2 separate regions of the Pan troglodytes genome follow, and region 2 is linked to region 1. A link is a contact called in public HiChIP or PLAC-seq data. All regions are on one chromosome and are shown on one strand. The core of a region is the stretch at or near the end of the contact, and the rest is flanking DNA. Distances in the headings are between cores, read along the strand shown.

Region 1 (4,293 bases), core at 523-3,022:
GCACTCCGGGGTTCGGATTCCTGGAACCTGGGGCGGAGTCTGAAATAAAGCAGCACCGGCCCTGTGTGGCGCGGACCCATGGGAAGCCTTGAAAGGAAAGTCTCTTCAGAAAGAAACAATGGGTTCAGTGACTTGTACACTGAAAAGATAGATGGCCAGTTTTAAAGTTCTCCTGCGTTTAAACACGGGCAGCAGAGGGGTTGACGGTACAGGCACCAAATTCTGACATAAAAGTCTTTCCTTAAATCATGTAAAAAAACCGAGACGTGCGCATTGCCAACTTACACTCATCGACACAAACTTACAATATTTATAAATAAGTCGCAAGCAAACACTGAGTTACATTTACCACGAAGTCACTGGACAGAGACCAAAATCCCATGAAAGCGGATTGATGTGAAACCACGTTAGATCTGAGACGCAGACGTGAGAAACGCCACTGATAAGAGACACGGAAGATCGGAGCCCAGCCCCGTGAGCCGGTCGGGGACAGCACGGGGGTCAGCGTGCGGCCGGGCCCGGCTCAGGCTCGCTGAGGTCCAGGAACGGGCACCTCCACCTGGACACGGCGCGCTGCCCGGGCAACCCCCAGGGGTCTCCCAAACGCAGGCCGGGACGCAGCGACCACGAGCGTGGCTGTGGGACGGGGGCCTTGGGGCCCGGGCGTAGTGCGCCCGCTCGGCACCTGCCCCAAGGCGCCGCCGGGTGAAGCAGGTGTCCCGGAGGGCCGGGCCGCGGCGGCTCAGGGGATGCCCTCCCTTCTCTGGCAGCACTGCGAGGGCGGCGCGGACCAGTCGTACACGTAGGACAGGCGCAGCTGCACCTCGCGCTTGCACAGGCGGCCCTCGCGCGCCAGCGTCGCGTGCTTCTCCAGCATGTCCTCCAGGCTCTGCTTGTGCGTCACCAGGTACTGGTTGCTGCAGCCGCGGGACCGGTATTCGGTGTCGAAGCGCGGGTCGTGCTCCCGCTGGACGTCCACCGGCGCCAGCCAGGCGCCCAGAGACACGTCCTCGCTGTGCCAGGCGCGCAGGTAGTCGCGGCTGAGGCGCAGGTAGTGCACCAGGTCGGCCGAGAGCACGTAGCCGCCGCCCAGCGCGTAGGGCAGGTAGTAGTCGCAGAGTTGCCAGGCGGCCTCGCGCCAGCGACCCCCCGGCTTGACGCGGCCGCGGCCCGAGAAGAAGCCCCAGTAGAGGCGGCGGCGGCGCGCGGGGTCGCGGGCGCGCAGCTCGGCCAGCAGCGCGTCCAGCCGCGCGAAGGAGTCGTCGTCCGCCTTGAGCACGAACTCGAAGGCCACGTGCTCGTCCAGCCAGGCCAGCATGGCCAGCACCTTGGCCGTGAGGTTTTCGTAGGCGTCGCGCAGCGCGGGCAGCAATAGCAGGTCCCCGTGCCGCGCCTGCTCCCGCTCCAGGGCGCGCCGCTCCTCGGCGCCCAGGCCGGCCGTGCCCACGGCAAAGCGCGCCCACACGTCGCCCGGGGCCCCGCGCCGCGCAAGCCACGTGCTGCGGATCACGCTGCGGCGCTCGGCGGCGCTGGGCGCGCTGGCCACCAGCACTGCCAGGAAGGCGGGGGCGCGCGCGGGCGCGGGGGGAGGCGGGCTGCGGCCCGACATCGCCCTGGGGTCCCCGGGCTCGGCCGCGCAGCGCGCCAGGTAGAGCAGCGCCGCCCCGCACAGCGCCAGCGCGCCCAGGCCTAGCGCCGCCCGCCGCCGCCACGCCCGCCGCAGCAGCTTCATGGCGCCCGCGCCGGGCCGGCGGCCCAGGCCGGACTCGCGACTGCGCAGGCGCCGCCGGCTCGGGGCGGTGCGCGTGCGCACGGCGCTCCTGGGAGCGCGCCGGGGCCTTCCGCAGACGCCGAGCCCCGGGGCGCTCGGAGGCCGGCGGCCAATCGGCGGCCGTCACGTGGCCTCGGGCAACCTTGTCATTGGTCAACCTCGGAGCGGCCCCGCGACCGCTTCCGCCCGGAGGAGAGATGGTGGCGCCGGCGTCCCCTCCGTGAGGTCGCGCCCGTTCGCACCGCCCCCGCCCGCAAGAAAGATGGCAGTGGCCTGATCCGGGCCCGTTGGCGGCGTCACTGACGCTTCGCTCCGGTCCTCGGATCCCGAGCGCGGGGAGGCAGACCGGTGAGTGAGGGGCCCGGGACGGCCGCTGCAGGCCGCGGGGCCAAGTGTACGCCGGCCGGACGGCGAGGGCGGGTCTGGAGGCCGCCGCCGCCTCCCGCCTTGGGCTGGGGCATCGTCCGTCCGCTCGGCCTTGAGCCCTGGCGAGACTCCGCCGCCACCGGGGCTCCCGGGGGCAGGGACGGGCCGACGACGCTGGCCTCCCCGGCCGCCGGCACGTCTGGTCTCCTACTGGCCAAAACCTACGAATGCCACCGCGAAACGGAGGCCCAAGGGGTCTGGTTGGACTCGCGTTTATCGGCGAGGCGACCTTGGACAAGCTGCCCCGCTTCTCTGCGCCTGCGCTTCCGCTTCTGAACCGCGTGGACCCTCATCCCCAGTTAGTAGGATTTGGAGATGTGAAGTCGGCTGTGTGGAGCCCTTGATGTCTGGCTCAGAGGCGGTGTTATGAACCCTGTTGAGCTTTTAGAATCTAACCGTGTGTGTTGTTAACTGCCAGAAATAGCCTCGTTCCACCAGAGCTGAAGCCCAGGGATGGCAAAGAAATAGCGTCTCTGCCTAAGCTGTTTCCCACGTCCGTTTTGCAAGGGTGTGTTGATTCCTTGCTGGGAACTGAGCTTCTAGGGATGGCGAAGTCGAAACCCCATTCCGGTGGGACCGGCCCGCTCCGCTGTGCTGCGAACCTCGCACACCGTGATGAATAGATACTCCGAAGCCAGGAGAGGAAGCGCCACTTGATGGACTCCTGATATTTATAGTTACTTTTGGGTTACTTTCTATTCCTCCTTTTTCGAGACAGGGTCTTATCTTTTTGTTTTTGTTTTTTAAAGAGACGCAGTCTCACTGTGTTGCCTAGGCTGGTCTCACGATCCTCCTGCCTCAAGTAAACCGTGTAACTCATCAAGATATGTAGAATCAAGAACTAGCTTTGTTTTCTCTAGGAACAAAGTACAGTCTCTTTGCACACAGCGTGTGTTTTACGACTGTAGTTAGTGGAGTCAGCACCAGGAGGAGGTGTCTTGGTTCTTATCCAGGACTCTCCCCTGGTCAGGCGATCTGGGACGACAGGAATAGAATTATGCCACCACTAGGGAAGGGAAAAGCCCTCAGCCATGTTCAGAAAATCAGGCCGGGTGCATGGCTCACGCCTATAGTCCCAGCACTTTGGGAGGCCGAGGCAGGAGGATCACTTCAGGTCAGGAGTTAGAGACCAGCCTGGCCAACATGGCAAAACCCCATCTCTACTAAAAATACAGATTAGTGGAGAGTGGAGGTGGGTGCCTGTAATCCGAGCTAACTGGGAGGCCGAGGCAGGAGAATCACTTGAACCTGGGAGGTGGAGGTTGCAGTGAGCCGAGACTGCACCACTGCACTCCAGCCTGGGCGACAGAGTGAGACTCTGTCTCGGAAAAAAAAAAAAAAAAAATCAGACATGAGCCCCTCACCCGGGGTTTCCTTCCTTGGGGGAACTCAGGCTTGTACCCCTCTTGGTTTGTGGCAGACTGCACTGACTTCAGGACCACTTTCATGGCGGCCCCACTGGCGTTTCTCGATACCTGGAGGCAGCATTTTTTCGTTTAATATTACCCAGGGTAGCATTCGTTGAGCGCCTACTGTGTGCAGGCAGAGTGGCGGGTGCCAGAACAGTGGAGCTGAATAAGACGGCCACAGAACAGGAGTCTCAGTCCATGTGTGTTCAGGGAACAGCTGTGACATGGCGGGGCCTCCGCGGCACCCGAAAGGACCCGCAGGTGTTTGCCGGAGGGGCAGACTGTGAAAGGAGTAGGCTCGTGGGTGGGAAGGACCCCGAGTTCCCTTTGGGATACATGAGGCATGAGGCCCTGTGAGCCCCTGCTTCCCACCAGGACTGGCCACGCCTCGGACGGCAGGACAGACTTCTGGGCTCCCCGGCCTTGGCGTTCGCTCGTGAGTGTGGGCAAGAGCACATGTGTGTAATATGTGCATGCGTGAGTGTGGATGTGTGTGTGCACATCTGTGTGTGGGGGTTGTGTGTTTGCTGGGACCAGGCCCTGACACCCTCTGCACTTAGGGTTGGCTGTCTTCGCAAAGCCTGGTCAGTCGGGGGGAGAGGGGGAGCCTCCTGTTTCTTAGTGAGAAGCTGAGGCCGGGGAGGCCACATGACTTAGCTAAGGTCATAGATCTCAAGAATGTTCAAG
Region 2 (4,293 bases), core at 714-3,213, 260 kb after region 1:
GTGGCGGCACACGCCTGTAATCCCAGCTACTCCAGAGGCTGAGGCAGGAGAATCGCTTGAATCCAGGAAGCAGAGGTTGTGGTGAGCCCAGATCGTGCCACTGCACTCCAGCCTGAGCGATAAGAGTGAAACTCCGTCTCAAAGAAAGAAAAAAAAAGTAGAATCTCCTATTAAGACCAGCCTGGCCAACACAGTGAAACCCCATCTCTACTAAAAATACAAAAAACTAGCCGGGCGTGGTGGTACATGCTTGTAATCCCAGCTACTTGGGAGGCTGAGGCAGGAGAATCGCTTGAACCCGGGAGGCAAAGGTTCTGGTGCCACTGCACTCCAGCCTGGGCAACAGAGCGAGACACTGCCTCAAAAAAAAAAAAAAAAAAAAAAGTTAGCTCCCTTTACAGATGAGAAAACAGGTACAAGGAGGGGAAGTGAGCCCATCTAAAAACCAGTGAGGGAAAGATCAGTCCCAGCCACGCTTGGCAGGGAGGAGGCTCACGCCTGCAGTCCCAGCACGTTGGGAGGCTGAGGCAGGAGCATCGTCTCAGGTCAGGAGTTCGAGACCAGCCTGGGCAACATAGGGAGATCCCCGTCTCTACAAAAAAAAATAAAAATAAAAACGATCCTCAGGCTCCTCCTTCCATCCTGAACTCCCTGCCTGTCTAGGGACTGGGGGAGGCCCAGAGCCCCCCCAAATCCCTTCCCAAGTCGGGGCCCAGGGGCTGGGGAGATTCAGGCCGGCAGCTCCCCTGGGATGACCCCCAGCAGGAGGCGGCGGCGACTGCGGCCACTGGGGGCGCTCGCGGGCTTTCCCGCCCGGGCCCAGCGCTCAGGCCGGGGAGGGACGCGGGACGGGGACACCATCCACACCACCTCCTGGGCTACGGGGCCGGTCCGAGCCTCTCCAGCGCCGAGGCGCGCGCAGAGAGGTCGGGGCAGGAGAGCCGGGGCTTAAGTGCTCGCGGGGCCACCTCCGAGACGCCCGCCCAGCCCCCGCGGCTTTCCCCAGTCGGCGAGGGGCGTGGACAGGCTCTTGGCGGAGAGGGCGCCACCCCCGCTCCGGCCTCGCAGCCCCCCAGAGGCGCGCGCCCCTGTGCAAGCGGCGGGGTGTGGGGGGCGCCTCAGGGGCACCGCGGAGGGCCGGGGTCAGCGCCGCGAAGAAGGCGCCTTCCCGCGTGGGCCGCAGGACTTTGCTTGGGGCCAGATTAGACGTGGGGTCCGAGGGGAGGGGAAGCTTCCGCACAGAAACCCTGGGTCCAGGTGCCCGGGCAGGGGCGAACCTGCCAATCAGCCGACTCCCTGGCTCAGAAAAGCTCCCCAAAAAGTTCCCCGACTCCCTCCCCGACCAGAAGCTCCCGGTTCTCGCTGGCCCAGCGCCCCCTCCCCACTACCCTCGTCCCTGCGCCCCCTTCGCACCCTGGGAATGCCACGCCCTCCCTTGAGGCTTCCCCCCTGAGGACCCCCCACCCCGCAGAAGCCTTTGGGACCACCCGGCGTAAAGAAGGCTTTTGTCCACCCAGGCCACCCACCTAATTCGGTTCTCTTACAACGGCGTGACTGCTGAGTCTGCCATCTGCCTCCTGCCCGGATTAAAAGCCCGGGAGGGTCTCCACACCCGGGCCCAGGCCCGGCTCTCCAGGGGGCTCAGGAAGCCTCCGCTGCACGGACGCGTGAGGCCGCCGGGGACCCCGAGTGCGGAAAGGACCAACGTGCCCTGCAGCGGCATTCGAAATAAAAACAGCAAACACGAAAATAACCACAGCCCTGTTTTACGCAACCTGCCCCTTTGCAGTTATATTAACAGTGGCCCCTCATTTTTCTGTGAGCCCCACTTTGCTGCTGCTGAGTTCGCCAGCGGGTCACCTGGAAGCACGTGGCGACACGGGCCACATGACGTCATCCCAGCAGGCTTGCGTCATCGCCCCGGGTGCCTGGTGACGTCACCAGCCCGCTCGCGTCACGCGCACGTTCTGCTCCTCGTGGTCCTGCCCGGCCCGCGCCATCACCGTCCCTGCTCTGCGGGGTCACCCGTGCGCCCCTTCGCCGTCCGCTGACTCCGCCCTCCCGCCTGCCGACCCGGCCGCCGACCTTCCCCCGGCTCTGTCGCTCCCAAGGCTTTCTGCAGCCCTCCGTGCTCCAAGCCGCACACCTGAGGGTGGGACCCCCGGAGGCCGAGCCGGTGTCGGATCAAACTCAGAGACCGAGCAGGGCCCAAACCGGGACCGGAGTGGGGGCGGGCGGAGGAAGCCAAGAGGCTCGAGACCGAGGCTCGCCCACCCCTCGGCGCCGCCGGACCCTGCGCCACTGGGGAAATTTCCTTCCCGACTTCCCGCGCGGCCAGCCCCAGCTCCGTCCAGCCCCGGCTCCCGGCCCCCTGGGCGGGAGAGTGAGCCCCGAGACTCCGCCCAGCCCCGGGGGTCCCGGTCCCCGTTCGCCCCCAGCGGCCCCTCCCGGCGCGTTGCTCGGCCCTGGCTGCATCTGGGAGCGCGGGATCACCCGGCCCTGTCCCCAGCGGTGTCGGAGGGGGGCGCGGGCGGGGGCCCCGCATGCCATTGTCGCCCGCGGAGGCCGCGCCCGGAGCCGAGGCGTGACTGACAGCGAGCGGGGGAGGAGCGCGGCCGTCGATTGGCTGGAGCGAGTGTGGGAAAGAATGCGGAGCCGGGTTCACACACCCCGCGGCGGCGAGGCCTTAAATAGGGAAACGGCCTGAGACGCGCGCGGGCCTGGAGCCGGGACCCGCCCTAGGGGCTCGGATCTTCGCGCGCTCGCCGCTCGCCCGCCAGCCCGCCCGTGGTCCGTGGCGGCGCGCTCCACCCGGCACGGGGAGGCGCGGGGCGCACCATGGCCGCAGACACGCCGGGGAAACCGAGCGCCTCGCCGATGGCAGGAGCGCCGGCCAGCGCCAGCCGGACCCCAGACAAGCCCCGGAGCGCGGCCGAGCACCGCAAGGTGGGGTCCCGGCCCGGCGTGAGGGGGGCGACCGGGGGGCGGGAGGGACGGAGGAACGCGGGACTCAGCCGGTGCCCGACCCGCAGTCCTCCAAGCCGGTCATGGAGAAGCGGCGCCGAGCGCGCATTAACGAGAGCCTCGCTCAGCTCAAAACCCTCATCCTGGACGCCCTCAGAAAAGAGGTAAGTCGGGGGCGAAGGCCCGAGACCCGGAGTCTGGGTCGCAGCTGACCTGGACCTCCCGCCTATCCCCGCCCCCAGAGCTCCCGCCACTCGAAGCTAGAGAAGGCGGACATCCTGGAGATGACCGTGAGACACCTGCGGAGCCTGCGTCGCGTGCAGGTGACGGGTGAGGCGCGGGCGGCGGCGGCTTGGAGGCGGGGGGAGGGCGCGGGACCCCCGGGACCCGGCACCGACCTCTCCTCCTGTGTCGCTCCCGCAGCCGCGCTCAGCGCCGACCCCGCCGTCCTGGGCAAGTACCGCGCCGGCTTCCACGAGTGTCTGGCGGAGGTGAACCGCTTCCTGGCCGGCTGCAAGGGCGTCCCGGCCGACGTGCGCTCCCGCCTGCTGGGCCACCTGGCAGCCTGCCTGCGCCAGCTGGGACCCTCCCGCCGCCCGGCCTCCCTGTCCCCGGCTGCCCCCGCAGAGGCCCCAGCGCCCGAGGTCTACGCGGGCCGCCCGCTGCTGCCATCGCTCGGCGGCCCCTTTCCTCTGCTCGCGCCGCCGCTGCTGCCGGGTCTGACCCGGGCGCTGCCCGCCGCCCCCAGGGCGGGGCCGCAGGGCCCGGGTGGGCCCTGGAGGCCGTGGCTGCGCTGAGGCTGTGGCCCTGAGACTGCATCGGAGGCGGCGCCCCGTTCTAGGGCCGTGGCCTTTGCCGAGACTGTAGCAGAGAATACGTATTTATTATTCCAGAGTCTGCGTCACGAGTTTTCTTTCTTTTGTCTTGGTGAAGAGTTGACTTTGGGAGCGCCCCGCAGCCACGCAGCGCCGGGGTCCCGCCCTCTTCCCAGGGCCGCGGTCTGCAGGTGGCTGGGGGCGTCGGGCGGGCCCGGGGGGGCGGGCTGGGGGCGGGACCGAGGACTGAGGGCGACCCCTCCCCTCCGCGCCCTCCCCTCCGCGCCCTCCCCTCCGCATCCCTGCAGCCCCGCACGTGCACGCGCCCTCTGCCCCCGCGTTGGGTTTGCCTCGCTCTGCGGTGGCGGTTGTGAGGGGTCCCCCCGGAGGCTCAGGTGGGAAGCTCAGCGTCCCTGAGTGCCCAGAATCTTCCCGGTGCTGGAAGGCGGTCGCGCAGCATCGCCGGGCAAGTTACTTTTCGGAGGCCCCTTTCCCGACTCCGAGTCCCCGGACC

Evidence for each region. HiChIP or PLAC-seq counts read pairs in DNA pulled down with a chosen protein or histone mark.
Region 2: a contact with region 1 is called in an H3K4me3 HiChIP or PLAC-seq map of stem cell-derived excitatory neurons, with 3 times the contacts expected there. The contact joins the promoter of HES4 here to the promoter of B3GALT6 in region 1. A contact is called at or near these places in 1 of 7 Hi-C or Micro-C datasets (stem cell-derived neural progenitor cells) and 1 of 1 datasets of contacts at active chromatin or transcription factors (stem cell-derived excitatory neurons).

Annotation. Positions count from the first base shown.
Region 1 is chr1:230,740,790-230,745,082 of NHGRI_mPanTro3-v2.0_pri, forward strand. B3GALT6 (beta-1,3-galactosyltransferase 6) reads right to left here and starts at 1,773. Exons shown (of 1, transcript XM_513707.6): 1 at 1-1,773. The coding sequence starts at 1,732. The coding sequence ends at 743. It overlaps SDF4 (stromal cell derived factor 4), which reads left to right and starts at 1,946. Exons shown (of 7, transcript XM_063787612.1): 1 at 1,946-2,119.
Region 2 is chr1:230,999,347-231,003,639 of NHGRI_mPanTro3-v2.0_pri, forward strand. HES4 (hes family bHLH transcription factor 4) reads left to right here and starts at 1,964. Exons shown (of 3, transcript XM_009454679.5): 1 at 1,964-2,946; 2 at 3,207-3,294; 3 at 3,388-3,858. The coding sequence starts at 2,839. The coding sequence ends at 3,761.